Linked DNA regions of Lactuca sativa: region 1 is linked to region 2. A link is a contact called in public Hi-C data. All regions are on one chromosome and are shown on one strand. The core of a region is the stretch at or near the end of the contact, and the rest is flanking DNA. Distances in the headings are between cores, read along the strand shown. Region 1 holds the start of LOC111910038 (CBL-interacting serine/threonine-protein kinase 7). Region 2 holds the start of LOC111910039 (pentatricopeptide repeat-containing protein At3g23020).

Evidence for each region. A called contact is a pair of places that touch in the nucleus more often than the background predicts.
Region 1: a Hi-C map of leaf shows a contact between it and region 2, with 7 times the contacts expected there. The contact joins the promoter of LOC111910038 here to the promoter of LOC111910039 in region 2. A contact is called at or near these places in 2 of 4 Hi-C or Micro-C datasets (both in leaf).

Annotation. Positions count from the first base shown.
Region 1 is chr5:174,090,488-174,095,825 of Lsat_Salinas_v11, reverse strand. It overlaps LOC111910038 (CBL-interacting serine/threonine-protein kinase 7), which reads left to right and starts at 2,470. Exons shown (of 2, transcript XM_023905832.3): 1 at 2,470-3,925; 2 at 3,928-4,107. The coding sequence starts at 2,642. The coding sequence ends at 4,026.
Region 2 is chr5:173,873,401-173,879,058 of Lsat_Salinas_v11, reverse strand. It overlaps LOC111910039 (pentatricopeptide repeat-containing protein At3g23020), which reads right to left and starts at 4,375. Exons shown (of 1, transcript XM_023905833.3): 1 at 1,448-4,375. The coding sequence starts at 4,294. The coding sequence ends at 1,691. It overlaps TRNAK-UUU (transfer RNA lysine (anticodon UUU)), which reads left to right and starts at 4,465; the gene lies at 4,465-4,537. LOC128126446 (a long non-coding RNA gene) reads right to left here. Exons shown (of 2, transcript XR_008224417.1): 2 at 5,623-5,658.

The sequences.
Region 1 (5,338 bases), core at 1,221-3,720, 220 kb before region 2:
TACAGTTTAGGACATTTTTGAGCGAAAAAATGAGGTAACAGAAGTGCATCAATGCTCCCAAGTAAACTATATGATGGGGGGCATAATACAAAATAGGTTATTTAACTCAATGGTTGTGGTAATTAGCACCAATAAAAGCATATTTAGGAAGCACATTCCAGGGCCCAAATAACTACGCAAAAGATGCTAGGACCAGATGCTTATGTCCTACCTTATATTAGGGATACCCATACTTTTATCAGACGATGCTTGGCATGTTAGTAAAATGCAAACATACTAACCTTTCCATTGTAAAGAATGAAATCATTTATAGCCTATGTCCTTTTTGGTTGTGGGGGATAGATATAGTTGGACCATTTCTATAGGCGTAACAAAAGGTCAAGTTCATATTAGTATTAATATTTTACTTCACCACATGGGTAGTGCCAACACCAATGACAACGATCACTTGAAATAACATAGTAAATTCATGTGGAAACAAGTTATATGTCGATTCGAGATACCACATATAATTATAAGTGACAATAGAAAACAATTTCATGATAACCTATTTAAAGAACGATGTGCCCCGATTGATTACAAAAGCAAAACTTTACATTTGTTTCTCACCCACAACAAAATATGTAAACAAAGGTTACAAAACTACATTATCATTAAAGGAATAATGGTGAGATTGGGAAGGATAAATGAAGATATGTAGATGAACTATAAAGCACATTTAGGAATCCGAATACATAACAAAAAAGGAACCGCAACAAATGGGATACCATTTAGTTCGGTGAGTAGTTAAGAGACAATAATTCCTATAGAAATCGGTCTTGCAAAGACCGAATACTAAGTTTTACTCCTAAAACAAACAACATATACTTTTGCACCAACCTAGATTTTTTTTTTGAATAGTTGATGACTATCCAAAATCTTGACAAGACATGTAAATGTCAATCACATAAGCACGCCATAGGCGGATCTAGGTGGTTCCCGGAGATGCCTTTCAAAAAAATTTCAGTAGTGTAATTTTTTTGAATTTTTTTTCAATAGTATAATTTTTTTCGGAAATTTTTTGGGGATACCCCTTTACTTTGATCTTAGCTCCGCCACTAATTAGCTCACTACACTAAATGAGTGCATGATACATTCGAAAAAAATACTAATGACTTATAGCAATCCAGTTATACGCTATACTCTACAACCAAAATTTGTAGAACCAAACTTCCGACTCCAAAGATGCAAAAAGGAAGTTTAGGACTTTGTAACCATAATAAAATCGGATTACGGTTTCACCGGCTATGAAATACATTATGATATACTAAAGAGTAAAGACACCAATAACCCTTATCTGATATTCCTTACCAACATAATCAAGTCAGTTGACCAAACCACATCCGTACGAAGACCATTATATAATATCGACCTATTTATTGTTGTATGTATGCGAATCTAAGCTAAGACTAGGCAAACACAAGTACAAACTTGCAACGACATACAATTAAACATTAATGATGAAACGAAAACAATACGTTTGATAATCATTGAAAATAATCGATATCTAACGAACATAATTAACAACCAAATAGACAATCCAATGAGTTATGAGCATAATCAACAAAAATCAGCCTTATATAAATAGTTCAACTCACAATCATAACCAAGGGCTTTTCAATAGTAGTTCATGTAACGTTTCATGGTAGTGTTTCGAGAATCAAAAGAACACTCCTCCGTATAACCATCGTCAAGGTCATCTATGGTAACATGAAAACATAATTCAAATTAAACGAAATATTATCTGTAAAAAATATCATATCTTTCAAGATAACTCCAAAATGGAACCACATCTACTATAATAAATGAAGGTTTTTTTGCCACATGTCCTCTTCTCATTCATTTGGATACATGACATTTTTTAGAATTTTTAAAATTTCTATTTTCCACTTGTCATTTTATTGTATTTTTTATTTTATTAAATTAAAATTCCACATTTAATGTGTAAGGTAATATATATGTAAAGTATTTATTAGAAAGAGTTTATATATGTTACATTAAAGTCTCATTAATTTTAATAATTCAAATTTTTTTCATTTTTCTTATAAATTCAAACTTTTCAAATTGTTAAACTTTTATATTTGTTTTTTTTAATTAAACCCATGTAATACATGGGTCTCACACCTAGTCTTCTAATATACCATAATTTTCCCCAAATTGAAATTCCTTTTTTATCTCAAAAAATATTGATATGAATATGAACGGTTACGTTTTACGGAGTAAGTTTAAATCTAATTATTTGTATTTTAGTTCTTTAGGTTATGTAAATCATTTGAAAACCCAAGAAAAAATATCTTTTTAATAAAGTTACGTTTATTTTGAGAAAGGAAGAGTAAATGTTAAAGAAAATATTTAGGGGAGTGGCCACATGAAGCATCCGCAGAAGGGTAAAATCGTAATTTAATACATGAAAATATCAAAGCAAACGCTCATCGAGGCTAAAAACACGAATGAAGACAGCGAAAACCCATCTGGTATCTTTTTTCCCTTTCCTATAAAACCATGATAAACAACCGCACCTTCCACCACCAAATCACTTTCCCCTTTCTCTCTTTCTCTCTCTCTACATTTCACGCCGGCCGTTCGGTTGTTCGTTCCGGCCATGGCGCCACCTTCACCAGCCACCAGCATCAACAGAACATCCAGCGACGGCGGCACGATCATACTCAACAAATACCAACTCACTCGCCTTTTAGGTCGTGGTAGTTTCGCTAAAGTCTACCATGGCCGTTCTCTCATCGACGATTCCTCCGTCGCGGTGAAAGTTATTGAGAAACCCTCCATCGCAGATCCGACGATGGAGCCACGGCTGGTTCGTGAAGTCGCCGCCATGCGGCGGTTGAACCATCCCAACATTCTTAAACTCCATGAAGTGTTGGCGACGAAAACCAAGATCTATCTTGTTATGGAACTCGCATCTGGTGGTGAGCTTTTCACACAGTTGTCCCGCCGTGGACGGATGAAGGAAGCTACTGCACGGAGGTACTTTCAACAGATCGTATCGACGCTCAATTTTTGTCATCAAAACGGAGTCGCACATCGCGATCTAAAACCCCAAAACCTTTTGTTAGACGACGATGGGAACCTGAAAATCTCTGATTTCGGACTCTCGGCGTTGCCGGAGTCACAAAAGGACGGGCTCCTCCACACTGCGTGTGGAACTCCGGCGTACACTGCACCAGAAATCGTTCGCCGGAAAGGCTACGACGGAGCAAAGGCGGACGCGTGGTCATGTGGAATCATACTTTTCATCTTCTTAGCAGGTTATCTTCCTTTCGACGACAGTAATTTAGCAAACATGTATCGGAAAATTCACCTACGTGAATTCGCATTTCCCGATTGGATGCCAAAACAACCGAGGATCATTATTCAAAAGCTCCTAGATCCGAATCCGAAAACCAGGATGAGCATCGAGACGTTAATGAACCTCTCATGGTTCAAAAAATCACTGAGACCCGATCCTACTCTCGAACTCCACAACGAAACAGAAGCCGAAGCAACCGAAGAAGATGATTTGAGTTCGATTAAATACAAGACAACGATGAATGCCTTTGACATAATCTCGATGTCGTCCGGGCTTGATTTATCAGGTATTTTCGAAGAGAAAATCGTACGGAAGGATAGGAGATTCACGACGACGGCAACAGCGGCGGAGATTGAGAGGCGGGTGGTGGAAGTGGGTGAGAGATTGGGTTACAGATCGAAGAAAATGAAGGACAAAGAGAATAGGAACAGGGATGTGATGGGGTTGGTGAAAGGTAGGGTGGTGGTGTTGGCGAAGGTGTTGGAGGTGGCGGTGGATTTGTTGCTGGTGGAGATGACGGTGGTTGGCGGCGGAGGTGGGTTTAGTGAGGTTGAATGGGAGGAATTCAAGGTGGGTTTTGAAGACGTTGTAGTGTCATGGCACTGCTAAGATCGAGGTTGATGATCAGAAAAAGATGTAAATATGAAAATTTGGTAGATTTGGGAAATTTCAACATTGGGTAGCACTAGATCTATTGTAGGATTGTTCTTGTTTGTAAACAATTTTTCAGAATTCGAATAATCGACTCATTACTTAATTAATAATTTGATGTTTATTAGTTTTTTTAGTTCTGAACATGAAATTTTAACACAGTGCTTAAGTTCTTTCATATCTTTGCACAAACAGACATGGACTTGGGCTTTTTTAGTGATTGCTGATTGGTGATGGGTGATTAGTGATTAGACCATCTCCATTTATATACTTTATTTTTTAATTAATTTTTAGGGTTAAAATAGTACTAGTAATGCTGAATTTATTTCTGATGATTCTATTTTCTTATTAAAAATTTATATCAAAAAAATATTCGAAGAATATTCTTTTTTAGAATTTTGTGTAAATTTCTTTCTAAATTTTTTAAAATTTCAAAAATATATTTTTAACTTGTTAGAATTTTGTGTAAATTTTTTATGTTGAAATAACTTAAAAAATTAAATTATTAAATAAATATAGACAAGTTAATAAACATATAAAAAATTATTCATATTTTAATTACCAAAGTTTGCAAAAAAAGTTATTGTTAGTTTGGTTTTATTTTTGCCATATTAAAAATTGATTAAATTCATCTCATATTATAACTTTTCTAACATATAATACAAAATTCAAATTAAAATCTTTCTAAAAATAATGATTTTGCTACTGCTCAAAGCAACTTTTTGTATTTATATTGATTTTTTTTGATTAACACTAATTTTAAAATTAAAATATTGATATTTTATAAGTTTTAATTTTGATTCCTTAGTATAATTTAAAATATTATATTTCCCCATTTGGCCGATATTTAATCTTATAAACCCTTTTGGCATTATTAGCTTTTTTCCTTTAGTAAGATTAGCTAGGCTATTTATAATTTGGATAAAACCGAATTGTCTAATTTGAATATTTGGATTAGATATTCGAATTTTTGGATTGGTTTTTCTAGAAAACCGAATTATTATTTTGATTTTGGATTGGTTTGGTTTATAAAATAAGAATTAAATAGTCTAAAAAAACCGAATAAACATTTTTTATTATTTTTTTATTTTTAATATATATATATATATATATATATATATATATATATATATATATATATATATATATATGTAGTTATTTATTAATTTTGTAATTTATTCTTTAAAATTTGTTCAAAAAGTTTCACCAGATAAAAAAAACATTAATACGTATTTTCTCTCAAAAGTTTTCTATCTATAAGATATTTAACTATAATATACCTTCTTAATTGTCGTTTATAAATTTCAAACCATAACTAAATAATTTGTTTTCACTTATTGTGTA
Region 2 (5,658 bases), core at 3,126-5,625:
TGCATTCGAAAAAGTCAGGGGTTGCACGGGCAAACATGTGTCATATACTGTGTCCACCCCTGAATTTAAGTACCATCTTCGTACCAAAAATGTTATAATTTCAAACAAAGTCTTAAAAAAATGCGTTTCGTGATCCCAAATGCATCATTTGGTTTTAAAAAATTAAAATAAAAAAGAGTATTATCGGCGACATGTGTTATTAGCGGTGATTTGTTGCCGCTATTACCTTTAGCGGCGACTCATAGTGGCTTTAGCGACGTTTTTTGTCGTTGCTATTTGCTAATGGTCATTTTTTTGTAGGGATGATGATCTTTTGTATGAAAAGATGGAGACACTCAAAAAACGCGAAAGTTTGAAGGATAACCTAAGAAAATGCATGGAGTGGATCTATGAGTGAGTTTTGAGGGGGTGGGGGTGGGGGGGGGGGGGGGGGTATGGGTAGTTGGTGGTCATGGGAGGACGAAACGAAATGCATTAAAATGCAGCATCTAGTCAAATATCTATAAATATACACTACTCAATGATGTAATATGCGTCCAAACTCATGTGGACAACATGAGTCAGATAAGTCAATAATTCAAAGATATGTTATGCATCAAAGTCAGATCATGTAACATGTCTCAAGGGGGTAAAATTATGTACATTTATTAGAAATTGTTCACTATGCGTCAAATGAGTCAATAATTCAAAAACATGTTATGCATCAAAGTTAGATCATGTAATATGTCTCAAGCGGGTGCAAATTATATGTACATCTATTAATTAGATACGCTCAAATGAACCAAGTTTCAGCAAATAACATTAACTCAACTCCCAGATGTGTATTCAAAAACTAGATTATAATTTACCATAAGGTAAGTTAATATCAGACAAAAAAAAAACTCACTAAAATTTAACATTCTTAACATTGTTCTTATTAATTGTTAATTGTAAGCATATCATTCTAGCACATATAGGCTTTTAATAGATTGTTATTTTATTTCAGTCTTGATACATGGACCATATCCTCTCTATATATTCTCAATTTTAATAGAATGAGAATAAATCAAATCTCAGTAGTTGCTCAATAACTAAATAGACTGTAGCAAAATAAATGCTTGTAGCAAGTATGTGCTGATACCAGGGGCCTATGGTAACTTAAATTTTCTGAAAATAACACTGAAAGCGGGGTCCACGTGAATTTTTGGCATCCCTAATTTGTATGCCTGACTTTTGTTAGAAGCTAAAATCAGAACATTGACAAAAACGTAAAGTGGCTATTAATAACCATTACATAACAACCTATCGAGATATCCGAAAACCAAATCAACTAAACTAGATCCCAATGCAATCAAGTGGAACTCATGAATGCATGTGTGGTTGTCTATTAAACCTAATTTATAAATTCAAGATTTGATTTATATAAAAGTTTATGCAACCATCTTTTCTAGTAGTTAACAAGAAATACATTTAACACGTTATGAACATTGAGATAAGAATTTTCAAAATTACAAAACAGAAACATCTTTAGTGAAAACAGAATAACTAAAAATAAAAAGTCAAAAGATACAAAATAAGTCCTAACTTTTTACAATTTTGTTCTCATTTTATCTGACTTTAAACATCATTTATCCATACAACACTTTATCCAGACAGATCAAAAGACGAGATATGATCTAATTTCTTAACTAATAACTCGAGTAAATCATAATTAATCACTAATATCACGATAAACCATACCAAAAACCAAATCAATAGTCACCCGCCACGCCTCCAAACCACTTTGATAATCATTTTTTCGCATACTTTCAAGCTTCAAAATCGCGTTTTTTGGGACCCCACGTTTCATAAGAACAACTCCAAGATATTTAAAACTCGAATCATTCGGTTCAACATCCGATTCAATCATCTCCTTAAAAATCATCACCGCTTCCTTAAACCTACCATCCAAAGCATACAATCCAAGAACATGATTATAACTCAACAAATCATTCAAAAACCCTAATTCCCTCATCTTTTTAGCAATCTCAAACGCCTCCTCAAAATTCCCGATCTTTTTATACATACACAACATCATCGCGTACGAAAACTCGTTCGCGTTCCCGTTTTTTCGTAACTTCTCGAAAATTTCCTCCGCCGGTTTCACCATCGACCGTTCCGTGTACAAATCGATCATACAATTCGATGTATAAACATCTAAATCTGAGGAAAGCAGAAGAAGCGTGAAATACGCTTCTTCTGCTTCTCTTAAACACCCGACTTTTGTATAGAGCTTAATCAAAGAATTACAAATAACTGAATTCATCTGCAAACCGCGTTTTTCCATCGCGTTCACGTACCTTAACGCCTCATCAACGTTTCCGATATCCGCGTACGTGTTTATCAAAACACCGTACACGACAACATCCGGTTCGATTCCCGATCGAATCATTTCATTATATACTTCGATAGCGGGCCCCACTTCGCCTAATTTCACGAATCCCGAGATCACCGCGCAATACGGTACGCAGTCGGTTACGAATCCGGAATCGCGCATTTTTCTTAAATAGAAAGCGGCGGTTTTCGGACGGTCATCGGCCGCCAACATTTGGATAACCGAATTATAACTGCAAATATCCGGTGTCACACCGTGGTCCTCCATACGATCAATTAACCGATAAACATCATCATATCTTTTGTTAACACCATATGTTTTAATCATAACATTATACTCAAGAACTTTAGGGTTTCTTTGTTCTTGACAACATTTGAAAACTTCTTCGGCTTCGGGAACATGCCCACGTGATCCAAAAGCATCGATAATTGCCGAGTAACAATCCGGAGTCATTTTCCCCGAAATATGAAACCGTTTGAACCATAACCATGCCCTTTTAAGCATCCCCGCCTCTATATACATTCTAGTAATCGAAGATTGTGTGTATTCATCGATTTCAAGACCTCTATCATCCATTTCCCTCATGAGTTTTTCGGCTTCATCGACCATTTGTCTTATGGAATAAGCATATAAAAGGGTACGATAACTCACAATATCGGGCATAAGAGATGAATCTTTCATCTTTTTGAAATACTTGGTTGCTACAACGATGTTATCGTGCTTTGTATGCATTGAGATAAGGATATTATACGTTCTAGTATCGGGTAGGCATTGAAATTGTTCCATTTTTTGAATCAATGATTCAACTTTATCTAATTGGCCATGGTCACCGAACATATGAATCATTGAATTAAAGGTTATAGTATTTTGGACAATACCTCTTTTGAGCATTTCATCGAACGTCTGGGATGCATCTTCAAGTCTTCCAGCTTTCCCATATATATCAATCAAGGTGTTGTATGTATACGAGCTTAAAGAAACACTTTTCCCAGTTGACCATTTTTTGAAGAATTCTATGGCTTTTTCAAATTGTCCAGAGGTTTTGTACATTTGAAGAACGATTCCCATGGTGACTTCATCGGATTCTATTTCTTTCTTGTTCATTATATCTAAGAATTGCATTGCTTTTTCCCGAAACCCACCTTTACTGTAAACGTCCATTAAAGTTCCGTATGTTGAATTGATGGGTTCGATTCTGTTTTTCTCCATTTCGTTCAGCAAGATTTCGAGTTCTTCCCATCTTTCAGCTTTGCCGAGGATTCTGATCATTATGTTGTAATGGATTACATTCAACTCGTAGCAGCCTTTCTTCTTGAACCAGTTGAAAATCTCCATGGCTCTTTGCCAAGATTTTTGCTCCTTTAAGATTATGGTTCTTTCTTTGTTACTCAAACTCAGCTCCCATGGCTTAAAGGCTTCGTCCAAATTGGTAACTCTTTCCAGAGTGTCTAACATAGCAGGAATACACCCTCCGTACCTTGCCCATTTCGCCGAACACTTGGTGTGCTCTTTCTTCACCACCCCATTCTCAGGCACGACTTTCGTCGAACAGTTGGCGTGCACTTTTTTCACCGCCTCATTCCCATTCACCAATTCCGTCGTACACTTGTTCTGCAACTTCTCCTTCTCTAGCGTATCCCTTCTTGACCATACTCTTCTCTTCACGACCTTATCCTTCTCAATTGTACCCTTTTTTCTCTCTGGGTTTTGAACTAAACCATCTGGGTTCGACTTTGGTTTACGAAAAACAGTTCTTTTGTCAAAATCTAATTGTTTTTGAGGTGGAATTTTGTGTTTCTTGATGAGTTGTTCAAATTCTCTTTCAGTACGGTGGCATGGAAGAGGAAGTGAAACTCCGCCATTGATGTTGGAATTTGAGGTCTTGACTGGATGGAGAACTGGAATACAATTTGTATCTAAATGCTGAAGCTTGACAAACATTGATTTTTTGTTGAAAAAGGTTTTGGTGAATCAGTATCTGCATCTGCCGACTTCAATCCTTTGTTCATGAGAGATGTCAAAAACCTTAATATGAATCAAACCCAGCTCGCTAAATATAAAATTATATTAAATTATGATTAAATATTCATTTTATGTTAATGTAACATCAAGCCGTTCTAGCTCAGTTGGTAGAGCGCGTGGCTTTTAACCACGTGGTCGTGGGTTCGAGTCCCACGGATGGCGTCTTTGTTATTTTTTGGTTTTGATTAACAACTAGATACATTACAGCCAAAAAATCTAGTGGAAAATAAATATACAAAGTCAAGTCAACCCTTTTTGAAAAGCTAAAGAATGGGTTTCTATTGTAAGCCAAACTAACACATCATATTTCTTCAATTCTAATAGATATAATATGATATGAAAAATTGCATATTTCCTTGGCTTAGAAGATGCAAAAAGAATCTCATTCCAATGTGTCCGAAGCATCTAAAAAACGTCAATGTGATTGCATAAAAAGTAGCTTGACATTCCAGGACCATATACCGCAATCTTAAATCTCTCCCCAATCGAGGTTAATCGTAAATGTGTGCGATGCTTATTTTTCACATTAGTTTATATTTGTAAAATTCTACTTATTATCAACTAGAACGGCTACACAATTAGGCAAGTGAACCTATTCTATAAAGATGGAAAGAGATAAGAGCAAGTGCAACTACAATCCGTTAAAAATGTAATAACTATTGTGATATCGTTTTGTCATGTAAATAGTAAAATATGTATGTGTCCTAGAGTTATGTGAAACTTGTATATGTAATAAGTGTGTGTATGGACTAGCAATAGTTAGTTCATGAAAGCAATAATGACTATAATAATGTCTAGTATGGTTAACAATAGTTTGTCTAAATTGTCGTTTGTAAAATATTTGTCTATATAAGGCTTGTTCCACTTATGAAATAAAATAGAGCGAAACTTTTTGAAAAAGTTTACTTTCAAATTTATTTGTTGAAGTTTTTAACTTCTGAATATCATATTATAATTATCACCCAAGAATCCAACGCATACCATCAAGATCATCTCAAGGCAAAATCAACCAAGCATTCAATAAATATACGATCAGGTACTCTCTTAACCATTATTATAGATTAAAATTTTATATTATTTACCATCACTTTAAATATAATTAAAATCTATTTTATTATTATCATATTTTGTTAATCGTGTTTTGTTCACAATTAGGCAAGTGAACCTATTTGTTTGATTGTATAGAGATGGTAAACATGAGTTGTCGAACACTTAGGGAACATGTATGTAACGACCCAATTTTCACGTCCAAAAATTTCGTTTTAAAACATTACTTTAGAAAA